Regions from separate parts of the Mus musculus genome. Here region 1 is linked to region 2. A link is a contact called in public HiChIP or PLAC-seq data. All regions are on one chromosome and are shown on one strand. Each heading gives the region's core, a stretch centred on a gene start, on an enhancer-like site or on the middle of the called end of the contact. The rest is flanking DNA. Distances are from core to core; before and after follow the strand shown. Region 1 overlaps Tanc2 (tetratricopeptide repeat, ankyrin repeat and coiled-coil containing 2). Region 2 overlaps Tlk2 (tousled-like kinase 2 (Arabidopsis)).

The links. HiChIP or PLAC-seq counts read pairs in DNA pulled down with a chosen protein or histone mark.
Region 1: an H3K27ac HiChIP or PLAC-seq map of trophoblast stem cells shows a contact between it and region 2, with 10 times the contacts expected there. The contact joins two enhancer-like sites. A contact is called at or near these places in 2 of 15 datasets of contacts at CTCF or cohesin (pro-B cells and stem cell-derived epiblast-like cells), 2 of 484 Hi-C or Micro-C datasets (the N1E-115 cell line and palatal mesenchyme), 2 of 115 datasets of contacts at active chromatin or transcription factors (extraembryonic endoderm stem cells and trophoblast stem cells) and 1 of 9 other capture datasets (embryonic stem cells).

What each region holds. Positions count from the first base shown.
Region 1 is chr11:105,917,182-105,921,111 of GRCm38.p6, forward strand. It overlaps Tanc2 (tetratricopeptide repeat, ankyrin repeat and coiled-coil containing 2), which reads left to right. Exons shown (of 26, transcript NM_181071.3): 25 at 2,770-2,870. Among named protein-coding and RNA genes, the nearest start is that of Cyb561, 25 kb to the right of the region's middle. Within about 2 kb of position 1,945, at least 8 of the 459 cell types and tissues checked have an H3K27ac peak or open chromatin away from gene starts, as enhancers often do. A contact at or near this core is called in trophoblast stem cells, where this site is marked.
Region 2 is chr11:105,235,860-105,239,819 of GRCm38.p6, forward strand. The region is part of intron 7 of Tlk2 (tousled-like kinase 2 (Arabidopsis)); the gene reads left to right. Among named protein-coding and RNA genes, the nearest start is that of Mrc2, 55 kb to the right of the region's middle. Within about 2 kb of position 1,967, at least 4 of the 459 cell types and tissues checked have an H3K27ac peak or open chromatin away from gene starts, as enhancers often do. A contact at or near this core is called in trophoblast stem cells, where this site is marked.

The DNA of each region.
Region 1 (3,930 bases), core at 695-3,194, 680 kb after region 2:
CAGAACACTGACATTTGCACATTGATATAAATCCACAACAAATACAAATTTCTCAAGCTGTAGAAAAGCTAGTTCTCTGTGAGCAGTTTGTGGCATTCTGCAGTGTCATAATCACCACTGAAGTGACTGAAAGACTGTCATCTCCACACACTCTCCGTCATTCTCACCAGAGTTTCAGCTGCATTTAGGTTGAGACTTCATTCTTTCTCGTGTGCTCCCTAGTCAGGTGCCAAAGAGTGGGATCAAGCTTCAGGGCTGTGGACTTCAGAGTTAATGTCTAAGGTAACTCTTGACCCTTTCACCTCTTCCCTGGCCTCTGTATCCCAGTGTGCCACAGCCCTTCTTGCTTGGATGAAATCTTAAAATTCCTTCTGGCCCTCTATCAGACCTCCTAGTTGTCCTTGGCTCTTGATTCTTTGCAGGCATGGTTTTAGCCAGTGCTTCTTTGTCATGCAGACACTCCTGAGCTGAGAAAAATCTCAGACACCAGAAGTGCTTACAATCGTGACACAGTCACTGGCATCCAGTAGAGGTTTCACAGGCCCTCAGAAGACAGATGTAATTCAAATCAAGTAGGGAGTTTTGATCAGTTAGAGAGTCAAGAGCGTCCTGTCCAGAAGGAAGGTTCTGGCTGCAGTGGGAAGGATCTGCTCTCAGGTCCAGAAAGACTCATATATCTCACTTCTGCATCGTTGATTCTAGCCCTGAAACCTGACAGTGAAAGAGCCCTGTGATAGACTTGGCAATCTCAGAGGACACAGCTCTGCCTTCAGAGGCAGAAAGGAGTGGGGGCAAGGAAGAAACTTTTGGGTGGAGATGGAAGTATGGAAGGTATCCGGGGCACAATAGTAAAGTCCTGCCTGAGGTTCTCACGTGAACAGTGGAATCAGTCCCAGAGGTCTCTGTGGCCCTCCTCTGAGAATGAAGCAAAGCTTAGCAGAGGATGCCAGTCTTCTGGCTTCTTTTCTTCCTAGCAGTTAATTGGCTTTTAAAAATATGCTTTGGGAGCCGGGTGGTGGTGGCGCATGCCTTTAATCCCAGCACTTGGGAGGCAGAGGCAGGTGGATTTCTGAGTTCGAAGCCAGCCTGGTCTACAAAGTGGGTTCCAGGACAGCCAGGGCTACACAGAGAAACCCTGTCTTGAAAAACCAAAAAAAAAATATATATATATATATATATATGTGTGTGTGTGTGTGTGTGTGTGTGTGTGTATGTATGTATATATGTATATATATACACATGTGTGTGTGTGTGTGTGTGTGTATATATATATATATATATATATATATATATATATATATATACATACATACACACACACACGCACACATATGCTTTGGGTACATAGCTCAGTCATAAGGTTCTTGCTTAGCATGCACAAGACCCCCTGTAGGTCTATAGCACCAAGGATGAAAAGTTGCTCTACTCTTAGAAACAATGGTTATCTCTCAAATAAGTAAAGGGAAAGGTAGGAAACCAGAGGGATGGAAAATAGTCCATACCATTTCCCCACAAAACCAGTAATTACCTCCTATGAGCCACCATACACTAAGCACCAGAAGTCCCTGCACCTCAGTAGACAATCTCTTATGATGAGCCCTTGCCTGTGCCCAGGACCTTTCTTAGACCCTGTTTTCTGCATTAGGAACTATGAATACAGTCCTGCTCTATATAATTTTGTCATTTAAAGAAGAGGAAAACCTAAGCCAAATATGGTGGCATGTATCTCAAAAAACGCCAGTACTTTTGAGGCAGAAGCAGGAAGATTAGAGGGTTCTAGGCTAGCCTGGGGGTACATAGCAAAACTTCAAAAAATAGAACCACCTCCAGTGAAAACTAAATCCTTTCACTTTAACTTAGTATTTAAGGAGATCTTAAGGACCACAGGTGTTGCCTGTTCAATATTACATGCTTCAGAATCTAGTCCCCGGGGTTGTCATGGTAACACCAGTAGCTTCAAGATTGAGTTTATCCAGGATGTCTCCAGGACAGCACAACCAGTCACACCCAGAGTCTGCTTGTTTCTTTATCTATTTTTTAAATTTTTAATGTTTCCTAAGTAAGGAATCAAATAGAAGGAACAAGGCAGAGAAGTGTCTGAAATATGAAGAATATTTATGTAGTACGGAACCCTACTATTTGTCTAGTATACATAGCACTTAAATGTTGTTTATGCCTAACCTTACGCTGAACTGTCGGTGTAAAGGATGTTCAGCTGACTTGAGTTAGAATAGACCAGAGAGCTGAGCCTGGCTGGCTGGCATCCCTGGGCCCTCTCGGCTCCAGTCAGTGCTCTTTGCTGTTACCCAGACCTTTCTCCTGGACTCTGTGGGGTACATTCTCAGTGATCCTTAGGAAGCCAAGGTCTTGTGAGCACAGCAGCAAGGAGAACCAATAGGATGAATGGCACCTGAGGTATCTGTGTCTCTCCTCTTGTATGGAGAGTTTAGATTTTCAACTTTAGGATCCTCACTACAGAGGGCTGGCATTTGGCTTCTGGGGTATCAAGAACAGCTAGAAATCCAAAAAGTGTTTTAACACTTTGGACAAGTAAAGTTCCGTTTGTGCTTTCTGAGACACACAGCAGAGGAAGGCAGGGGGAATTTTCAGTCTGTGGGCCACATGGGTAGAGCCATGGCAGGCGTGTCATGAGCCCCAGGCATTCCATCGACCGGTGTCAAAGGATTGTACTTACCATTTGTTTTATTCCCAAGTTGTCTTTTTGTGTATCTCTGCAATGACTCATCTGCACACCTATTGTAATGACAGGATTTTGGAATGGCGGAGGAATTTGCTACTAAAGCCCTGGAGCTGAAACCGAAATCTTATGAAGCATACTATGCGAGAGCAAGGGCAAAACGCAGCAGCAGGTGAGGCAAGGGAGGGTGAGAAACAGCAGTGTCTGAAAATGTGTCTAAGGTGATAGGCCACCCTGGGATGTGTGCACCCAATGTGCCTGCCCTTGCCAACTCTCAGGGCCAGGCTTTGCAGGCAGGGCACTGCTCACAACCAGCACTTCTCCTGGGCACTTTAGGAGAAAGGTAAAATGGAAAATGGCACTTCCTTCCAGGAAGCCTGTGTCATGTGCTCAGTCACTTTTCAGCCTCAAGCCAATGGCATGACGAGATAATGATGAAGTAAAGAGGAAGCCACTTAAGCCAAACCTCCCCTGTGCCTTCTCAACAGGAAGAACAGGACAGTCACACACTCTTCCTTTCCTTTCCTACAGGCATTGGGGACTCCCAGATTATTTAGTCCTCAACAGAGGGGTCTCCTGAGTCTGAAAATATTGCCCTCTTCACCTAAACACACACAGACACACAGAGACAGACAGACAGACAGACAGACACACACACACACACACACACACACACGAGGTCCTGTTGCCAGGACTGAGATGGCACCATTCCTTGTGCCCATCTGCTATGTTTTGACCACTGAGTAACAGAGCCTCCAGAGGGATCTGAGAACTGCCAATCGTTGTCCTTGATGCCTCTGCCCAGCACCCAGCCTTCTCCCATGCATGGAAAGGAACTGTTTGGGATTTGATGCTGTAACCCAGGGGGGATTTGTCTGCAAAAATCAAAACAAAGCTAGTGACACTGAAAGCAGTGATCTAGCTAAAGTCATAGCATTTTTATAGAAAGTTGGCTGTCACATCCTCTCCGTCTGGGACTGTTCCTTTGCCACTAGGTGAGTTGTCCACTTCCCAGGTAGTTTTAGTCAGGAGGATAGGAATATCTCCATGGTTCATTTCCTCATTTGTAAATAAGGGTCTTGTTGGAGTAAGCTCAGCTCCACTCTCGGTCACCTGATCAGCAAGCTGACTCATGTGGGCTGTGACCTAGCAGAAAGATACACAGTACTGTTAAGTGATGGGCAAAAGGGACTGAAGACAGGCACCACACCTAGGATGTAAGAGGCCTGAAG
Region 2 (3,960 bases), core at 717-3,216:
CTTCATTTCCTTTGACTATTGGAATAGCCTAGTGAATTTGTTTTTCTGTGTTGTCATGTGTGTATGTATATGTGCTGGGAATGACCCTAAGTCTTGGCACATGCTAAGCATATGCTGTACAGCTGAGCCCTACTCCCAGTCCTGGCTCCATGACTTTCTGTACTTGGAACATTAGTAAATACAACCATTGTTTGTGGTGTTCCTATTGCTGTGAGCTTTATTTACTCTATCACCAACTGATGGATTTGGATTGTTTCCAATATTTGGATCTTAGAAATTACATTGCTGTAGCATTTATATGAAAGCTGCTTCTGTGTACATGTTTTCATTTCCTTAGGTATGCTCAGAGATAATTTTACTGGGTCATTTGGTAGCTACTTTTGAGGAATTGACGGAATTTTTTTTTTCCCATAGCAGGTACACCACTTCATATTCCCCATCAGTAAGATACTTTCCCTTAACTTAGAGAGTACATTGTGATTTTCATTTATATCTCACAAGTAAATACTTTGTTTTATTTTTTGTTTTATTTGGTTGTTATAGTTAGTAGTCATTTAGTATCTTTGGTGAAATATGTACTGGATTCCAATGCTCTTTTAAAAAATGATAAGTGTGTGTGTGTGTGTGTGTGTGTGTGTGTGTGTGTGTGTGTGTGTGTGTGTAAGGGTAGAAATGTGGTCAGAGGACCATTTAGGGATTCTGATCTCTCCTGCCATGTGGGCTCTGGGCATGGAACTTTTGTTATCAGGCTTGGTGGCAGGAACCTCTACACAATGAAGCAGCTCACTTTCCCCCCACCCCCACTCCTTTCTAAATTCAGGTTACCTTTAATGTTGAGCCATAAGAGGGTTCTGTGATAGTCCTGTCATATACGGGCGGGCAGAGGGCTGTTATTCCGTGTCGTGTCCTTCCTTGGGTGCTGCTCATAATTGAACTCACAGCTTCATGCGTGCCTAGTGTACCCCTCAGCCGTATCTCTTGCTGCAAATGGGGTCTTTTGAAGAACAGAAGTTGTCCAAAATATCCATTTTCCCTTCTGTTATTTATGCTTTTGGTTATACCTAAGAAGGCATTATCTAATCCAAGGTCATAAATTTTTAGCTCTATACTTTCTTCTAAGTATGCTATGTTTTTAGCTGTTGCATTTAAGTCTGCCATATATTTTGTTTTAAATTTTGGGTGATTTAAGGAAAAGAATTTACCTTTATTCTTTTGTGGGTAGGCATTTAATTACCACAGCACTTGTCACAAAGACTATGTTTCCCCCCCACTGAATTATCATGCTACCCCATCAAAAATCAGTTGACTGTAAATGCTGTGAGTGCTTCTGGACTATAATAATTTTACCTTACTGATATACATGTCTCTTTCTATAGCAGCACCCTGACCTCCACCTCTAAGACAAGCCCATATGAGTCTTGATCTCCTGATTCTCCTATTTCTGCCTCTGGATTTGATGGCATTATATTTATAATCTCTCCCCCCTTCCTCTTTCCCCTGAAATAGGGTCTCATGTTCCCTACTTTGGTTTGGGCTATCTGTGTAGCTAAGAATGACCTTGAACTTCTTAGTTGCCCTTCTTCCTTTACCCTCCAAGTACCGGAACTGCAGGCATGTACCACTATGCTTAGCTTGTTTGTGGTCATTTAACTTGTCTTTCTTAAGTTTATTGTTCTTGGCTTTTTGTTGTTGCTCTTGTTTGTTTGAGTTTGGGAATTTTTTTTTTTCTTCTTCTTTTTGAGACAGGTTTCTCTGAGTAGTTCTAGCTATGCTGAGGACCAGGCTGGCCTCGAACTAAGATCCATCTGCCTCTGTTTCCTGAGTGCTGGGTTTAAAGACGTACACCACCATTGTCCTGTGGGTTGTTTTGTTTTTAAGAGATGGTGTCATGTAGTTCCTAGTAACACTGAATGAAAATGACCTTGAACTTGTGTCCTTTAACCTCCCATAAACTGAGTTTATACACATGAGTCAACAGTTTATTCCAACAAATATTTATTGAGTGCCTACTTTTTCTTTCACTGTTGAATAGTGAGCCTTGGGCCTTGTACTTTCTAGGTGAATGCTCAGTAACTGATACATTCACACTTTTCAGTTTCTTCCTTTTATTCTGATATGGGGTTGGGGGGGGAGCGGGGGCTGAATTGCCTAGATTGCCTTGAAGTTGTGATTCTCCTGCCTTGGCCTCAAATAGCTAAGATTTTAGGCCTGTACCACCAGATAAAATTTACTTTTAATTATAAACTCCCTTTAGGTAGACTAGGGTGTGGATTGTGTTCATTTCCCTTGCACATATGCTAATAGTTCTCAACCCTGTGCTGAGGCATTGCAGGTACTCAATAAACTGTTTTGACATGAATACATAAAAGGGACTGTTTGTAGACCAGGTATAGACATCTGTAATCTAGACACTCAGAGATTAGAGGCTAGAAGGTTTTAAGTTTGGGTTCAGCCAAGGATATATAGAGAAACCCCGTCTTTCTATATATTCTTATATATATATATATGTACATACATACACACACATACACACACACTAGATATAGTCTGTATATTCTATAAAAATAAAAAACAAAAACAAAAGATTGTGATCTACCTGGCAATGTGGGGAGAAATGGCTCAGTGCTTAGGAGCATTTGTTGTTCTTTCAGAGGACCAGAGTTTAGTTTCAGGTATCTATATTGGGCAGCTCACAAACACTTGTCACTCCAGGACCCCAGAATCTGATAGCCTCCTCCTCCTCCTCCTTCTCATCATCGAAAAGGAGGCCTAATGAAATGGCCTGCCTTAAAAAGGTCACAGCATAAGTCCCTAAGAGAAATTATTTGTGTGAATTCTTTAGCTTGTTAATAATTGTTGTGGATGCACACAGCCTGGGGTCTCTACTTCATTTAACTAGCTTGATAACTTTTCATAAGTGCTAGGTTTCACTTAATTTTTTTTTATCTGTAAAATAAAAATAATCATCACTTTAGTAGGAATTTTTGTGCATATGTATGCATGTTTGTATCTGTACACAGGTACCTATGTTGGTACATGTGGAGGCCAGAAATTGATATTGGATGTTGTTCCTTAATTATTTCTCCACCTCTTTTTGTTGTTGTTGTTTTATTTTTATTTATTTTTATTTATTTTTTTTTTTATCTTGTTTTTCAAGACAAGATTTCTCTGTGTAGCATTGGCTTTCCTGGAGTTCACTCTGCAAACCAGGCTGGCCTCAAAACTCAAAGAGTTACACATGCCTCTGCCTCCCAAGTGCTGGAATTAAAGGTGTGTGCCACCACCGCCTGCCTAAATCATATAAATTTAAAAATTACTTTGGGCTGGAGTTGTCAGTTAGTAGTAAAGTACTTACCTAGCGTATGCAAGGTGGGCTTTTGTCCTTAGCACCACCCAAAGCAACAACAAATGACCCACCATACCTCACACAGTGTCATTTAAAATATGATCTGGGGAAATGACGCAGAAAGCCATGTTCAAGCATGGAGAGCTAAGTTTAAATCCTCAATATCCAAGTAAAAAGCTAGGTGTGATATACCTATAATCAGAGGACTGGGCAGACAGAAACAAGAGGATCCCTGAAGCATGCAGGACAGCTAGTCTTACCAGATCAGTGAACTTCAGATACAAAGATAGGCCCTGTCTCAGAAAATAAGGTCTCTCTACCTTATATTTTGATAGAGGAAGACACTCAACTTTGACCTCTGGCATACGCACCTGCATGCGCACACTCACACACACACAAAGTGTGTTCATATGTCAACTCAGCAAGTAGAAGTATTACAAACAACCCAGAATTTTAAATACTTCTCTGCTTGTGGGTATTTTTTAACTTGAGACTTTTATGAGTATTTCCAATTCTATTTTAAAGCTTCGTTCATTTATTTTTGTTCTCCTTCTTAAATCTTGCTTGCTCATTCACTCGTTCTTAGTCAGTATGTATGTGCACACTGCACACTT